Regions from separate parts of the Rattus norvegicus genome. Here region 2 is linked to region 1. Evidence: chromatin contacts called from public Hi-C data. All regions are on one chromosome and are shown on one strand. Each heading gives the region's core, a stretch centred on a gene start, on an enhancer-like site or on the middle of the called end of the contact. The rest is flanking DNA. Distances are from core to core; before and after follow the strand shown. Region 1 overlaps LOC120097393 (a long non-coding RNA gene). Region 2 overlaps LOC103693859 (a long non-coding RNA gene).

What was found. Hi-C and Micro-C count contacts between places; a contact is called where the count stands out from the background.
Region 2: a Hi-C map of Schwann cells shows a contact between it and region 1, with 4 times the contacts expected there. The contact joins two enhancer-like sites. A contact is called at or near these places in 1 of 12 Hi-C or Micro-C datasets (Schwann cells) and 1 of 1 datasets of contacts at active chromatin or transcription factors (oligodendrocytes).

What each region holds. Positions count from the first base shown.
Region 1 is chr16:686,202-691,661 of GRCr8, reverse strand. It overlaps LOC120097393 (a long non-coding RNA gene), which reads left to right. Exons shown (of 3, transcript XR_005494762.2): 2 at 5,448-5,460. LOC134482311 (a long non-coding RNA gene) reads right to left here. Exons shown (of 2, transcript XR_010058344.1): 2 at 646-1,423. Among named protein-coding and RNA genes, the nearest start is that of Zmiz1, 350 kb to the left of the region's middle. Within about 2 kb of position 1,916, at least 5 of the 93 cell types and tissues checked have an H3K27ac peak or open chromatin away from gene starts, as enhancers often do. A contact at or near this core is called in Schwann cells, where this site is marked.
Region 2 is chr16:943,885-949,154 of GRCr8, reverse strand. The region is part of intron 1 of LOC103693859 (a long non-coding RNA gene); the gene reads left to right. Among named protein-coding and RNA genes, the nearest start is that of Zmiz1, 88 kb to the left of the region's middle. Within about 2 kb of position 1,539, at least 69 of the 93 cell types and tissues checked have an H3K27ac peak or open chromatin away from gene starts, as enhancers often do. A contact at or near this core is called in Schwann cells, where this site is marked.

The sequences.
Region 1 (5,460 bases), core at 667-3,166:
CACCCACCCGCCCCACACTCACACCCATACACATACACTCACACACACACATACACACATTCACACACACACTCACACACATACACACACTCATACACACACTCACACACACATACTCACACACTCACACTCACACCCATACACATACACTCACACACACTCACACACATACACACTCACATACACACTCACACCCCACACACGCACACTCACACCCATACACATACACACACACTCAGACCCATACATATACACTGACACACACATACACACATTCACACACACACACTCACACACAGACACTCTCACACACACACAGAGTAATCTTATATTGAGCTGATGATAAGCAGAGGGTAACTGCCTTTCTATGGCTCCCACCATTGTTCCAAGATGTTAATTTGAAGAATAACAAATCACTACAGTTGCCCTCCTTTCCAGACAACTTGAATAAGGTATCTTTAGATTTTTACATTCAAATCTTTTGCTGTAAAACAAATTAGTTCTTGCAAGTTTATTCAGCTTAAAAGAGTGAATGTTAATCCCTAGATTCTATGTGTTTTGATCTGTGTGCATGTCTGTCTGTCTATTCCTCCCTCCCTTTACTTCTCCCTCCCCCCTTCCCTCTCTTCTTTCCTTCCTTCCCTCTTTCCGATTGCTCCCAAGGTCTAGTACCTGCTAGGTAAGGACTCTAGCACTGAGCTATATTCTTACAACTTTTTCGTTATTAATTTTGAAAGTTTTAATAAGTTGCCCAGGCTGACCTAGAGCTCACTTCCTAGCCCAGGCTACCCTTGAACTTGTGACTCCTGAGACCTTCAGGACCCTCCGACTCCATCTCACACATGGGATCCATACTGAGCTGACTGCTATGCCCAGCTTTTGATATTTCTCTCATTCGTCCAGTTACTCTTTAAATGTTTATTTAGGGCTATTATGTGCCATTGCACTGGGCCAGAAACTGGCCTTGCCAAAGAGAAGTCGTGGTCCTTGCTTTTAAGTAGCTCATGATCTTGCAGGGGAGTCATGCAGCCTGAGCTGATGACCTGAACTTAGGGCTCAGTAAGGCAAACAAAAGACCAAGGACGGAGCTTACATCTTGGCACCTCTACTTCCAAACTTTACAGTCATTGCGGATCTCAGTTTCTTCATCTGTGAAATGGGAGGAAGTGAGAATACAAGTGAGCAATGTTACGAACATTCTCTTCATAGAATTTTAGAGTCCGTTTGCACTTTTCAAAAGTCATCCATGCATTGGTTTGAAGCTTTACTAAGATACAAATTCCAACCAGGTAGTTACCATTTTGAAATTAGCACTGCTATTTTCTTCATGAGCAAATCACCTTTGATATCAAAAGGTCAATTATTTGTTGGTTACAAAATCTCCCTCTTTTGGTCTTCTCTTTGGCAGGAAACATGACTGAGCCTGTGGGAGCGGAAAGAGAAGGTTAGGTGGGCCTTATCTAGTGGCTTGGAGTCAGTGGGGAGCTGATGTCAGGCTATGGGAGGAAGATCAAATTTAAATGAAGAGATATATTACAGTTTCTAGCAAAGGAGCTGGACTTCAGTGAGGGCCCAGGCACACAAGGTTACTTCACATAGCAATGTTTTCTTTTACTTACTCAACAAAACGTTCTTCAGCACCAGACTGGACAGGTGCTAGTCAGTCACACAGTGTGATCCCTTTCCTTGAGAACTTTTGTGGTCCAGTAGGAGGCTCAGGCATTTCAAAAACCCAAAGGCACATGACAGCTACTGGCAGATTAGTCAACATGGCCAACAGAACCAGATCTGGGAGGCTGAATTTGAGCAAGTGACAATCTCTGTGATGCAGAGGAAGGAGCTACGAAGGAGTAAGGGGGTCCCTATACAGACATGGAATGGACCGACTTGATGGAGCTGAGGAACAGCATGAACTAAGTGCAGGAACAGTGACTCACCAGTTTTGGGGGAAGTGTGTTGGCCAGCTTTCGGGGGTGAGGGAGGGAGGGAGGGAGAAGGAAGATTACATCAGAAAAGCTCCTGTGCTTTGTGTTCTTCCATAAGTGGGCTTGTATCCAAACACAAAGAAAGCACTGAGATACTCCAGTATCGAGATTCTAGAAGGGGCTTGCCTGGGAGCCCAGCCTCTTGCTTTTCACGAGTGAACCACGTGTGAGCTCTAAGAGCTCTGGGAGAAGCTGGGTGTGAGTATCAATCTTAATCAGGCTCCCTCTCCAGCTCCCACTTCTGACCCCTGATTCTTCATGAGGCCTGCTGGTGCTCCGCCTGGTGAGAACCCACAAACTAGAGCCAATTCTGTTACTTTAGTAACCTCAACAAATGCCTCTATGTGTTGTGTGGGGAGAAATAGAGGGGTTGACAATTCAGCAAGTCTGGGAAAGAGATTAAATAATTACTTGGGCTTCTATTGTATGCCTTACCAGAGAGTTTGATGTTTGTAACATGCATTGTTAAGTTTCTAACTGGAAGCACAATTAGGGATATTTTCCAAATGCATTTGATCCAAGCATGCTTTTCCTGGGTATCCTGGGCAGACTGTATTTCAGAGTTTGTTTTGGGTAACTGCTACTTCAATAAGTGCTTTAAGTTTGACCGTTCAAAGTTGAAATGGATCATAGAGGTCATTTTGTCCAAACCTTCCATGTAACAGAAGACTGACTAAATTCTAGCAACCTTGCAGGTGTCACTGCACACATGACTCTTCCACCAGAAACTGTGATGCCGTAGGAGAGAAAAGCAGTGGCACCAGGAATAATGATGTCCCTATGTATGACTGTCAGCCAGTTCCGGCTCTGGCCCTCAGGTTCAAGATTCCTTCAACAAGTGCCAAGCATCTGTGGTGCTAAGGACTCAGCACTATCTGACAAACACCTGGCACACCAGGGTCACATAGGAGTGTTGTCTTGTCCCACCCCAAGAAACATGCATTCTGTTTTATACAACTAATTATATGCAAATATTCTTTGTAGGCTATGCAAATATTCGTGACATTTCCTATAGTGTTGGGTGTTAGTCTCAGTTCTAAGGAAACATACTGAACTTAAGGCCAGGAGAAACATTCTATTCTAGCCTGCTGGTGCACCAACCTCCCAGCAAGCACTTTGATTGTATAACCTGGTGTTAATTTCATTAAGAACAAATGCTCTGAGGTTTATTATCCTTTAGAAGAACCCAGGCTTCAGAATTAGAGCACTTCATGTTTATGAGTGTGTGTGTGTGTATGTGTGTATGTGTGTGTGTGTGTGTGTGTGTGTGTGCGCGTATGTGTGGGTGTCTGTGCATGCCTGTGCACATGCACATGGAGGCCAGAGATCAATGCTAGGAATCTTCTACAATCCTTTCCCATCATACATTTTTGAAGCAGGGTCTCTCACTGAACTTGTAGTTCACCGCTTCTGCTGGACAGAGTGGTCAACAAATTCCTGGGATTCTCCTGTCAGCCTCTTCAGAACTGGGCTCTTGCAGGCATGCATCATTGTATCTAGCTTTTATGTGGCATCTGAGGCTGAAACTCAGCTCTTCCCACTAGCATGGTGGCTCTGTAAGATTCACCCATCACACTGGATTTCCCTTTACAAATGGAAATAGGCTCCCCAAGGGGAGGCATGTACCCAAAGTTCTTACAAGACTCAGGACTAGTTCTGGTCCCAGAGAAGCTGGTTCCTTCCAGCTTCCAGCTTCCAGCTTCCCTTCCTACCAGTGACCCCATAACACTTTTCTTGAATGTTTAGACCCAACATGATAAAGTGTTTTACTGTGGAGTCATTACGCCTTGGTAAACCTAGGAAACTCCCCAAGACTTCTGTCTCTTCAGTGGTCCAGAAAGATGTTGTTTGCTGAAGAGAAAGAAAGTAAACCATCAACCATCAGGCTGAATTCATTCCATGCTGGGCTTTTTTTTTAACAAGCAGTCAGGAAGGAAGAGAAAATTCTGGACCCCAAGAGCTAGCTTGCTTCTGCCTTGTTCCCTGGGGGAGCAGGTGCCAGACCACAGCCATGACAGTTATGCGAATCAGATGTGCAGACTGTTTTTACAGGAACAACAAGGAAGGGCACTAGACCTCTTAACCTGCACTTCAGACTCCATGAATGAGGGCTGAGAATGTTAAGCCTTCACACTCCTCTCCAGTACTGATCCAGGGAACACCTTGGTCAGCATTACAGATGAGACAGGGACAGACTGTCACTGTGGCTCTGCAGTCTCCTGTTCCTCCGGCTCCCTGGGAGTGTGTTTGCTTGCATCATATGTGTAAGTGGGTGTGTCTCCCGATAAGTCTCAGGTTCTAACTCCACCTGACCTTGGGACTTCAGGCAGGTCACAGGGTTAAAACTGAGCGAGAATTAACTAACACAGCCATCGTCGAGTGACGCACCTAGCCTATTGGGTGGATTGGAAAATGCACTATCTACTTCACTTCTGTGGTTGCGCCACTGAAATTGACCAGTTGTAGCCTTCTCGAATGATTCTGTTGCCACCCAAAGGATACCTAAAAAATATTCAGTTGAGAGAAGACCCCAGCAGAGGCAGCAGGGCAAGTGTGGGCCTTAGTTATCATCTGGACCATCCCTGATGTTACAGAGAGATAAAGAAAGTGGTGCAGGAGGCTTGCGAGAAGTTGCCCAGTTAATAGCAGGGTGTGTTCTGAAATATAAGTTCTTTCTGGACGCTGGGATGGCAGCCTGGGGATGGTCAACTTAGGCTAAGCTTATTCTAAGCAACAGCTGGTAAGGGGCACTCTGCCACACAGTAGGGCTCAGAGAATGTTCTGGCATTCATTCCTCACTTTGAACCCCCAAGGGAACCAAAATAATACAAAGGTCGGAGTCTCTGCCTTCATCTTGTATTTATGTCCTTTCCTCCAGGTTCCTGGCCTGTTGAATTGCACAGGCCTGTTAATGACTGTAGGTTCAAAAACTGGAGCCACAGAGGCTCCCTTCTCTGCCTTCAAGTCTGAAGGAACAAAGAATGATTGAGCCACCTTACTGTCAGCTTTCTCAGTAGCCTTTTCATACCCATTGTCCTAAATCTAAGGTCAAGTTGGACCGGAAGAAAAAGCCTCTCAACAGGCCACCTCCTCATGACATCATCTTCAAGCTGCAGCAATCATTCCATGGGAACCACTTTGTCCCCCTGAGCCACAGGCCTTCTACAAACCTGTGATAACATCAGCCAGACCACACTTTGACACCTAATTCTGAACACCTCCCCCACAAACACTTCAATTGCCCTATTTAAATCCAGGGCTTGTTAATACCCCAAAGATGGACTTGGGGGCCACTGAGACCCATCCCTTGTGGCTGTGTTGATTAAATGTGTTTTCCCGACATCTCTTAGATCTTTTTAACTATTGCACTGGAGCCCTGTGGCCAGGCTCCTAGTTCATTAGGATTTGGCTGCTGGGGCTTGGTCCTAAAACTCTGCTAATAGCATCTCTACTCTTGACCAGGAGGTGACTTGGG
Region 2 (5,270 bases), core at 290-2,789, 260 kb before region 1:
AAGGGCTTCCCACACTCAGTCACTCATGCAACCGTGTGAGGAAGAGGCCAGGTGCCTGAGGCCTAACCCCCACCTGGGCACTGCCCAAAAGGAAACTATGCCAAGAAGTCTTAGGACCTTCCCCAGGAGTGGAGGATGGTAGAAGGGAGTCTTCACACATGCTGGCTGGTTTTCTCATCTGTTGTGCTCTGCCTAGGTTTCTGGGTCATGGCCCTCCACCCCATATCACACAATCTGTGCCTAGCTTTTTCATTTCCTGACCTCACTGGCCCCGGCCAGTGAGTCACATTTGGCCCCGGCCTCAAGGCCCTCACCTGTTTGGGCCTCACTGTCGTGCATCAAGTGGGACATAGCCTGTTGGGAGCTTGGTAGTATTTGGAGGATCTGATAGACTAACCAGCATCCCATTACACGTTAGGTTTTGAAAGCCTATCAGTTATATGTTCCTGGCAGAATGCAGAATCCTTTCTCTGGGGTATAAGAGGCCCACAGATGCTGATCAAATGAGACGCCAACATATAGACGTTTATGGAAAATGTTGGGAGTGCAACTCTAGGGGGTATTTATGTGCATGTAGTACTCCTCCGGACCATAATGCATGGTTTAGGGGGCAACTTGCCCCTAGTTCCAGCCGGCGCTTGGAGCGTGCAGCATCTGAGGCACCAGTTTGTTCTGCAAGGCTGTGGCTAGCTGGACATCACAAACCAGCCACAGGAGTCCAGTGGTCCTAAGAAGATCAAGGGCCTTGGAGAGCCTTTGATCTGGACCCTGTTCTGCTCAAGTAATGGACTCAGTGCTCAAGTAACTGGCCTGGGGGCATACTTGCCTGTCCACTTGTGCATGTGTGTACATATGTATGCACACCATGCACACACTCATTGGAACAGTACTGCAGACTGACTTACCTACTAGCACGAACTCTCTGAATGTCTCCTGGCTTGTCCTTCGTTCAGTGTCAGGATATGAGGCTCAGGTAATGTCCAGAAGGAATCTTCTATTTAGTTTCTGCTGTCTTTCAGCCATCCCCATTTTACTGGCTAGTGGACAGAGGTAAGAAGGAATAAGTGCTTTGCAAGAAAGCAAGAAAGTGACAAAGCCATAGCAGCAAGGAAGGTACTAGGATGTCCTGACCAGTGTTGGGGCGTCCCTGGGAGGTGGCGCCTGCCCCACTGAAGAGTGATTTGAGCATCTCCACTCAGCACTCCCATTTTACAGATTGGAAAAGTGATTGTGCCCCAGTCTCACATCTGGTAAGCTCTGAGCCGGGGCTGTGGTTTCTGCCCACACAGCTGGGAAATTCCAGGCCTGAGGCTGCTGCTGGATGCAGAGAGTTCATTTAGAATCCAGATGAAAAGTAATGGTCCTAAAAAGGAGCTTAGCAAACAAGGTTCCACACAGAAGCCGAGGGGCAGCCATTTCCTGAGACTGCTCTTCAGGGTTGCCCGCCTGCCTGCCCAAGGCCTTGTCCACTGCTGTGGATCCTGTGGCCGGCCAGCCAGCCAATGGCCCTGGCAGAGCCTCCAGCTGAGCCCTGCCCCCAGTCCTGCTGACACAGGCATCCTGGCCCCTTACCTCCCAGCCCTCCCTGCCTGCTGGCAGGCTGTGGTAACAAGATGCCCTTTGTGTGTTGGGGGGAGGGGGCAGTGGGCAGCTCCTATGCTGCTTCTTGCTGCTGAGTCACAGCTCCTGCCAGCTCTGGGGACAAAGAGTTGCAGGTGACTGGCCAGGTGGCAAGGAGCCCAAGACCTTGGAGATGACCTCAGACAACCCCTTCCTCACACAGAGGGGAAAGTGAGGCTGAGAAGGGGGAAGGGAGTGTCTTATGCTGTCCTCCAGGCACTTACTTGTTGGAGGGGGCATACTTCCTGTAGTTAGGGGGCTTCCAGGCTTGTGGGGACTTAGTAATGTCCTTTGTTCCCCAGAACAGCTACTGTGTCCAGGGACATATATGTACAAACTCACACATGTGCATGTGAGCAAGTGAACATATATGTTCATAAATAAGTGATTGAATGAATGTGTAGCAGTCGTGTTTCTCTAAGGTCTCCACACTACCTCTAAGACCTCAAGGCCTGGTCTCAGGGACATTTGTCTATTCCATCTGACTCAGAGGTGACCTAGGCTTGTCCTTACCCACTGCCTGAACAATTCCACCAAGGCGGTTGCGTACCTGTGACAGGCAATTCAGTCCTTGACACTCAAGCCTGAGCCCAGGGTGATGTGTCTTGGGTCCCTGATGTAGTGCGGTATGGGACTCATTGGCTTTGCACAGATAGACACTTCTGAGAACGTGAGCTCCAGAGCCAGGCTGCCTGGCTGACTTCTGGCTTCCTCGTTTCCTGGTGTGTGGCTTAGGATCTTTGCCTCTTTTCTGGGTCTCCATTTCTTCATCTGTAAAGTGGGGATCTTAACAGACTTGCCTCTCAGGGTTGTTTTTTTACCCACTACAGGGATTGATTTTTACTCACGAAGCTCTGAGAACTCCGGGCTGTCTCTGGCAGGCCCTTAAGGAGTATTAGAGTCTATTATTAGTGCTTTTTCTGAGCCCAAGAAACCCCGAGGGAGATGCAGAGGTCCGGAGGTGACTTGGGCTCACAGCCTGGCTGTAAGAGTGAGGAGAGGACAGTTTCTTTGGTCTGCTGACAGACCAGCAGTAGGAATGCAGGAGGCGTTCCCTGAGAGGCTATGCCTGGTCTGGCCTATGGCCTCCTGAATGTGACCACTGTGAAATGTAGCTTCCCAATTTCAGCCTCTCTGCAGTCCCACGGGCCCCCCAGCCACAGTAATAGCTAGGCTGCAGAAAGGAAGACAGGGAGGCCCCTGGCTAGAACGGGGGCTTCAGTGGATTTGGCTGGCAGTAAGTTCTCTCTTGCTGCTGCTGTGATGCCTTCCCTAATGCCGGGATGACCATCTGGGTCCCAGGGCTCAGAGGGGACCTGCCGGCCATCTGCCTACTTGGCATTGCTTGCTTCCGAGAAGCAGCAGGGTGGCTTGAGCAAAGCAGCCCTGTTGTCCACTATCTCCCCCACTACTTACCTTCTCTGGCTGTCACGAGGAGGCTCATCTTAGTTCCCTGCCCTGGTTTTTCCATGCACACACAAAATCCAGAAATTAGGAAGCCCAGCTGTTCTACCTGCCAATATGAAGGGAGGAAAATCATGCCACTCTCCTGGCTTCAAGCTTTCAGTTCATACTGTGCACAATCCAGGCCCCTGTGTCCAGTCAATGCTGCCTGAAGTCCTAGAGCCTGACTGGGGGGCCGGAGGATGTTGGGGGATATTATGGACTTCAGGGAAAGGAGAGCTCCCCATGGCCACTGGGAGCCTGGGGCCAGGCATAAATTATATCCTCAATAAATCAGTCACTTGTACCCAGGTCCAGAGAAGGCTCTTTGCATGGTGATAGTGACAGTTTGCATAAGCATGGCCTGGGGAGTGGCACTATTAGGAGGTGTGGCCCTGTTGGAGTAGGTGTGTCACTGCGGGCATGGGCTTTAAGACCCTTATCCTAGCTGCCTGGAAACCAGTCTTCTCCTAGCAGCCTCTAGATGAAGATGTAGAGCTCTCAGCTTTTCCTGCACCATGCCTGCCTGGATGCTGCCATGCTCTCACCTTGATGATAATGAACTGAACCTCTGAACCTGTAAGCCAGCCCCAATTAAGTGTTGTTCTTTAAAGAGTTGCCTTGGTCATGGTGTCTGTTCACAGCAGCAAAACCCTAACTAAGACAGTAATAAAGAGTTACAAGAAATTTGAGGGGCTGGCTAGGCCTTGCATCCATCCATCCATCCATCCATCCATCCATCCATCCATCCATCCATCCCATCAATTTTCTGAAGCTAGGGTTCCTTGGTAGCTAAAGTAAGAATAAGCCTGGGATGTCAGCATGATCAACTCTAGGGTAAAGTGTCTTTTGTTAGCTTGTTTTTCTGGACAGGGTTTCTCTGTGTATCCCTGGCTGTCCTGGACCTTACTCTGTAGACCAGGCTGGCTTTGAACCCAGGGAACCATCTGCCTCTGCCTTCCGAGGGCTGGGATTAAAGGCCACCACCGCCTCCAGGCTTAACAAGAGACAGCCTAGCACTGGGACTAGGGAAAGCCTCTGAAGACTGGGACCTGAAGGAAAAATGGAGAAGAATCAGGTCATTGGCCTTCATATCCATCTTATGAGATTGAAGTCACTATGCTTGCCCAGTGTGTTAGCCAGAAGGCATGCAGAAGGCCCTTTGATACCAGAGCATGACAGAATCTCCAAACACACAAGAGACTCTCCTCTGGACTTATGGAGGAAGCCCTAGATGGGGCATCTGAAGTCACATCTGCCTGTTTTCAGAGTCCAAGGGGCTCTCTGCTCTCCAGCTCCCGTTTCCCTGAGGTGAGGTTGGGAGATCTCCTTCCTTCCTTCCTTCCTTCCTTCCTTCCTTCCTTCCTTCCTTCCTTCCTTCCTTGTCTCTCCTCCTCCTCCTCATACATATGAACACATGTGTACATGTGTGTATACATATGTGTATGTGTGTACCTCCCAGGCCATCCCAAGATGGGAGGCTGGCCGTGAACTCTTCATCCTTCTGACTTAGCTTCCCAGATGTTGGGACAATAGATGTGGCCTCTCTTCCCCCTAATCTATCGCTCAGCTCTGCTGTCTTTGGTGTCTATTCTCTGCACCTTTTGGACTCAAGGATATTTCCTGAAAGCCTACTTACTTTGCACTCAGAGCTTGGAGGTGCTAAAGGAGCAGCCTTGAAGGGGGGTGGGGGTGGGCTCTCTGATGTTATAGACTCAAAGTTGGTAGGGATCAAACCTTTTTTCTCAGTGAGTCCTGGAAACTTCTCTGTATTTCTAGAAGCTTCCTGGGGACACAGGGCATCAGGAGAGAGAGAGAGAGAGAGAGAGAGAGAGAGAGAGAGAGAGAGAGAGCGCATGTGTATGTGTGTATGTGTGTGTGTGTGTGTTTGGTGTGGTGAGTGTGTTTGGGCTGTGGTGTGGAGTGTGTGTATGTATGTGTGTGTGATGGTGTGTATTGTGCTGTATTGTGTGTATGTGTATATTGTATGTAAATGTGTATGGTATGGTGTGTGGTGTGGTGTGTACGTAGTGTGGATGTATGGTATGGTGTGTGTGATGGTGTGTGTGTTTGTGTGTGTGTGTGTATGTATGTATGTAGTGCACATGTATGGTATAGTGTGGTGTGGTATGGTATATGTGTACATGTGGTAAGGTATGGTATGTTGTGTGTGTGGTATGGTGTGATGTGTGTGAGTGTGTCTGTGT